Linked DNA regions of Mus musculus: region 1 is linked to region 2. Evidence: chromatin contacts called from public Micro-C data. All regions are on one chromosome and are shown on one strand. Each heading gives the region's core, a stretch centred on a gene start, on an enhancer-like site or on the middle of the called end of the contact. The rest is flanking DNA. Distances are from core to core; before and after follow the strand shown.

Region 1 (3,133 bases), core at 17-2,516, 58 kb before region 2:
TTACCATGCACGCTGTTCGTCACACTGGGACTGAAACTACCCACAGCAGCAATGTTAACATTATTCGTAGCGCTCGTGCCAGTAACCGAATTTATACCTAGGCTTCCTGTAGTACTTGGAGTACGGATGTTCGTCATCACTGATGCTGGTAAGCCACTCGATGGTACTGCAGGAGGAGGTGCGACTGGCACACCACCATCAGAACTTCCAGTTGTAGAGAGTTTCCTGGACACTGGGCTCGAGGGTGGCCCTCCGGGAATGGATGGACCGGCCACAGCAGCATGTGATGAATGATGGTGCCCATGGTGAAGGTGGTGCCCATGATGAGGGTGATGGTGATGATGGAGGTGGTGGGGATGGGCATTCCCATTGATCACAACGTTCTGTTGTGGAAGGTGAGGCAAATGAGGCTGAGGAAGGTGGGGCTGGTTAGGAGAGACTGCCCCAGGTGTCTCAGCTTCCTGGAAGTTATTCAGAGTCTCCTCTGAGGAGCTTCGTTCAGGCTCACCTAAGTCAGTGGCCCTGGAAAGGGAGACGTCGAGGATCTCGGAAGAGGAGAGATCTTCCGTGTGCGACTCATCCAGATCGTCGTAGCTCTCGGTGTCCTCCGCGATGCTGTTGTTGGAGCTGATGCTGGCAGAGATCTGAGCCGGAGTAACGCTAGTTATCTGGAAGCCACTTTTCTTTTTCATCTGAGTTCCGCCTGGCGCAAGAGGCTGTCCCTGCAGCTGAGCCTGCGAGAGGAGGTTCAGGCTTTGTGGAGGCGGAGGCTGGGGTCCCTGCGTGGAAGATGCAGCAGGAGGCGGCGGCTGGAGCAGCGAAGGAGGAGGAAAATCTTCAGAAGATGGAGCAGCACCACTGACGCCCGTACCTGCTGCATTGAGAGCAGAGGCGCTGCCACCACCGCTGCCCCTTCGAGGGAACATTGCCGGGTGCGCCATCTTCCTAGCACTAATGTCTGCAGCAGCGGCCGCCGCGGCGGTGGACTCCGGCGGCTGGTGCATTGTGCTGGGTACCGGGGGGCGGAGGAGGCAAGTGCAATTTCCTTCTGCACCGTAATCTTTGTATGGAGAAGCCGGAGAGACGAACAGGACCTGAAGCTCCGCCCGACGCGATCCCTCCTCCTCCTCCTCCTCTGCCGAAGGCGCCGGCTGCTCGTGCCTTCGAGGGCTAACTTCGGGAAGGGAGGATGAACCGGGTGAACCAGGTGGCTGGGGAACCGAAGGGGGACCCCTTCAGTCCTTCGCCATTCACTTCCCCCTCCAGTCACACACCCCCCTTTATATTCCGCTTCACGTGGGGTGCGGGGCGGGAGGGAGGGGAGCCCAGGAGGGGGCGGGGGAGGCGAGGAGAAGCGAGAAATGCCCACCTTCTTTGGCCAACTCCGGAGCCAGCTCAACCCCCTCCTCCCGCGGCGACGGCCGCTGCAAAAGCCCCTCCGCTCGTCCTGCACCGAGGCAGCGCGGAGCGAGCGGTCGCCCCGGCCCTCGCCACCCCCGGCGCCGCGGCCGCCGGCGAGCCCTGAGCTCAGCGTCGCTCCAACCTCCCCTGCCGGCGCGGCCGGCCCCGCTCGGGCCTCCCCCCACGGCCCGCGGCCCCTCTCAAACCCCCTGGGCTCGCGACGGCTGCTCCGGGAGGAAAGGCTGGCCGCGGCTGGGGCCCGGGCGGCGCGGCTGCGAGCGGGGCGGTGGCGGGGCGCCCGGTACGGTGAGCCCAGCAACGAGGCGCGGGCGGGCGCGCAGAGACGCCGGATCCTCGCGGAGCGCGGCCGGGGCGCGGCGGCGGCGGCGGTGGCGGCAGCAGCAGCGGGAGCCCAGGGACCGCTCCATCACTGGCAGCCATGGAGCCCGAGCATTTTCCTCCCTCGGGGCAGGCGCTCGGCTCGCCACACGTCCTCGGAGAGGAAGGGCGCCGGCGCCCGGGCTGCTCCGGCGGGCGGCGGGACGTGCGCGGGAGCGGAGGGGCGAGCTCGCGTCCTCTTCTCGGCCCGCCGGCTGGTTCGGCACCGAGCTGCTCCCGCGACCGGGAGGGAGGGAGAGAGGGAGGGAGGGGGCCGCGGGCGGCGGTGGCTCCTTTTCGCGGCGGTGGCGGCCAGACGGGGCTGGTGCAGCGGCTGCAGCCGACGCCGTTCAAAGAAATGAGAGGTGGGGTTGGTCGGTGGCGGCGCGGGGCGGGGGAGTGGGAGGGCGTCGGGCGAGGAGGGGGCTGTGATGGTTGTTACTAGTGCTCTTCTCGGGCTGCTCCGTATCCCCTGGTCTCTCGCGGCATCAAGAGAGGAGGGACCAGCGCCCCAGCGCGAGAGGAGGAGGGTCGAGCTCTGACCGAGGAGAAGGAGGAGGAGGAGGTGGCAGGGGGGAGGGGTCGTGGAGGAGAGGAGGGAAGATGGCGTCTGCGCGTGCGCGCCGGCGCTGCAGACATAAAGCCGGGTCTGACCAGGGGAGGTGGCCTGTCTTCGGTCCGCGCCGAGCTCTCGGCTCCGTCTCCCACGGAAATTACCGAAGGCCGGCGGAGTCGCCGACGCCGGAGGGCGGTGGGGGGTGGGGCACTCGGGCGCGCGAGCGAGCGAATCCGGGTCGCGTGGAGAGGCTGGGGTGGGGCTGGGAGGGGGGGGGGGAACCACGCCGCGCGCGTGCGCGCAGGTTAGGCGTGTCCGCTGCTGTCTCCCACGCGGACCCCGGCGGCGAGGCGGGTGCGGAGCGCTAGGTCTCGGGTGTGCGCGCCCTGGGGCGGTGGCTCCCCCGCCCCGGCCTGCGGAACGGGTAATGAGGCTTTTCTCCTCAGCAACAGCAGCATCACGAGTTGCAGCTCCCAGGAGCCCTCCGCTGCTGCCACGACATGAGTCAGGCTTTCTTCCTCGGCGCGTGGCGGAACCCTCCTCCTCCTCCTTCTCCAAGCAGCAACCTGGCCTCCCCCTCGACCCGCACCGCCCTCGCCCCTTCCGGGGATGCCCCGATAGAATCGGGTGTCTTCCCCCACAGCAGTGGTACCTTTTGTGCAGAGCGGTGGTAGTTGCCACGCGGTCCCTCGCCCTTCGACGGGCAGGGTCGAGACTGCTAGCATGTGGCACGGATGTTTGCAGGGAATCTCCCAAGCCCCTCCAAGGGAAGGCTCTTACAAAAGGGAGTGATCCTTG
Region 2 (2,869 bases), core at 343-2,842:
ACTTCTGACTGTGCTTACAAGGCTATCTCCAAAGATGACTGACATATTGAAACAGTGGGAAAAGGAGTGGACTTGTTTTGTACGTGAGCAGCCCCGCCCACCAAGATGGGGACCCAGATGGAACATAATTGAAAGAAGGAGTCTGCATGCTTCCTAACAGCCATGGGTTAAACATCTCTGCTCCACCAGGCTCCCATACCACGATGTTCTGTTTCACACAGCCCAAATCAACAAAGCCAGCCAACCGTGTAGAGAAACCTTTGAAACGGTGAGCCAAAATAAACAGTTGCTCACTTAAATTACTTTTCTCAGGAATTTTGTGACCACAATGTGGATTGAAAACCCGACTAAAGCAGGGCAAGTTAAGAGCAAGGATACAACAATTCATAAGCGTGGCAGTGAATTGCTACAGTCCATTGACGCACAAGCGATTGTTTGTATTATTGGACTCTTCACCATAGTAAAAAATACAGGAAATAAATTAACTTAAAATGAGGCTGGAGAGAGAGCCCAGTGGTTAAGAGAACTGACTGCTCTTGCAGATGATCGAGTTGGATTCCCAGCACCCTCGTGGTGGCTCACAACCACCTGTAACTCCAGTTCCAGGAGATCTGATGCCCCTTTCTGACCTTGGTGAGCATCAGACCCTACTGGATGCGACCAGCATAGTAAACCATGGTGGAGATCTATGGAAAATGAAGCTTTTCACTTTCTGGCTGCAGAAAGCAAAGAGAGAGGAGAAAGGATTCAAGATCCTACTATCCCTGTGAAGAGCACGACTCCAAGAACCTAAGTCACCCCCACTACGACTCCACCACCTCCCAATACTACTACACACTAGCATACATACCTTTAATACATGGGCTATTGTGTTCCACTCAGGTCTAAACTACAGCATTGCTCCTGTGAGAAACTAGTAGGAAGAGACTGAGAAGCCATCCAGTGGACCTGAGAAGATGCAGAATAGCATCTGAAACCCATTGTTCAAGTGCTCTGCACAGAGCCTTGGGGTGGACAGAGTGGGGTGGGCTGGGCAATTAGTGAGATGACCCACAAGGTACGGGATGGTGAAGTGTTCTGCAAATAGCGGCATCTGATTCCTCTGTTGGTTTTACACATGATGAAGCCGGTTCAGAGCAGTCCCAGGTGCTTCTCAGGACAAAGGAGGCATCGTCAGGATTTGAACTCAGGTCTCACAAGCCCAGTCGTCTGCTCCTGCTTTAGACCTCCCTGTCTGGGACAAAGGTAAGTAGAGTTGGACAAAAAAATGGCCAGGGCAAAGTTCTGTCTCTCTTTTACTTTATTTTATGTTTAGGCATTTTCAAGACAGTGTCTCACAGAGTAACTCTAGCTGTCCTGGAACTCACTCTGTAGACCAGGCTGGCCTCAAACTGACAGGGATACACCTGCCCCTGCTTTCCAAGTGCTGGGACTAAAGGTGTGAGCTACTATGGCCAGCTTCTTCTCTTTTAATTCTAAGACACAAAAAGATAAAATCTTGTATGTTTTCTGCCTTTGTAAAGGAATCACTCCCTTCCTGTCATAGCGTTCAGCTGTTCAGAGAACAAATGTTCAGGATGATGGAGTGAGGTCAAAGGACAAAGAAGGTGACAGCAGGTAGGGGAGGGGCTGACCCAGAGGTGGAAACATCACACAAGCCTCAAATATTTCTTTAAAAGCCAAGTCAAGAGAACAAGAATGCATAAATTAGTCTATGGGTCTAAATAATGGTAAAGAGAAACCACGTGGAAGACTTCAGCCTTGTCTACATTTTTTTTGGAGGCGTGTCTTCGGAAAGATGGGTGGGGCTTGCCTGAGCCACCTAAGGAGATAGGAATAAGCTCAAGGCAGCGATGTTTGTGAGGATGGTTCGAAAACAATATATTCTTTAAATTGTGAGTTCCCTGTCTCTACAGCATTTCAAGTGGGGACTGGACGATAACTTGGCAAAAGTGCTACAGTATGAACCAAAGTCATAATTCCCATAATTCCCCTGGAGCAGCTTTCCCCAGTTTGTAGTAAGACTTCCAGGGATGGGCGGTAGGTAGCCTGGTGAAGCGGGTGGTTTACATGCGCAAGAGCTGTAGGTTATGATGGGATGAGAAACAAGTCTAGTATGCTTTGGAGGGAAACAGAATATATACACCATTATCGCTGTGACCTAATTACGACCTATTATGATGTCCAATTCGTTATGAATGTGACCAACGTTGAAGAATCTTTGACATTTTCTCAAAGCTTACGTACTAAAAATAAAACTACCACGTGCTACAGAGACAAAATTTGGAGCTGTGACGAAAGGATGGACCATCTAGTGATTGCCATATGCAGGGATCCATCCCATAATCAGCTTCCAAATGCTGACACCATTGCATACACTAGCAAGATTTTGCTGAAAGGACCCAGATATAGCTCTCTCTTGTGAGACTATGCCGGGGCCTAGCAAACACAGAAGTGGATGATCACAGTCAGCTATTGGATGGGTCACACGGCCCCTTATGGAGGAGCTAGAGAAATTACCCAAGGAGCTAAAGGGAACTGCAACCCTATAGGTGGAACAACAATATGAACTAACCAGTACCCGGGAGCTCTTGTCTTTAGCTGCATATGTATCAAAAGATGGCCTAGTTGGTCATCACTGCAAAGAGAGGCCCATTGGACTTGCAAACTTTTTATGCCCCAGTACAGGGGAACACCAGGGCCAAAAAGGGGCAGTGGGTGGGTAGGGGATTGGGGGGTGGGGGTGGGTATGGGGGACCTTTGGGATAGCATTAAAAATGTAAACGAGAAAAATACCTAATTAAAAAAAATTAAAAAAAAAACTACCACGTGGTATTTTGTTTCCTTTGTTTTGATGAGACAGGCTTTG

Evidence for each region. Hi-C and Micro-C count contacts between places; a contact is called where the count stands out from the background.
Region 1: a Micro-C map of trophoblast stem cells shows a contact between it and region 2, with 2.6 times the contacts expected there. The contact joins the promoter of Tsc22d1 here to the enhancer-like site in region 2. A contact is called at or near these places in 7 of 39 promoter capture datasets (the 3T3-L1 cell line, 3T3-L1-derived adipocytes, the HPC-7 cell line and 3 more), 2 of 15 datasets of contacts at CTCF or cohesin (CD8 T cells and the NIH/3T3 cell line), 8 of 484 Hi-C or Micro-C datasets (DN3 thymocytes, embryonic stem cells, morula and 2 more) and 5 of 115 datasets of contacts at active chromatin or transcription factors (embryonic stem cells, epiblast stem cells, extraembryonic endoderm stem cells and 1 more).

Annotation. Positions count from the first base shown.
Region 1 is chr14:76,413,954-76,417,086 of GRCm38.p6, reverse strand. Tsc22d1 (TSC22 domain family, member 1) reads right to left here and starts at 1,266. Exons shown (of 3, transcript NM_207652.3): 1 at 1-1,266. The coding sequence starts at 1,004.
Region 2 is chr14:76,356,679-76,359,547 of GRCm38.p6, reverse strand. No RefSeq gene overlaps it. Among named protein-coding and RNA genes, the nearest start is that of Gm41215, 16 kb to the left of the region's middle. Within about 2 kb of position 1,592, at least 6 of the 459 cell types and tissues checked have an H3K27ac peak or open chromatin away from gene starts, as enhancers often do. A contact at or near this core is called in trophoblast stem cells, where this site is marked.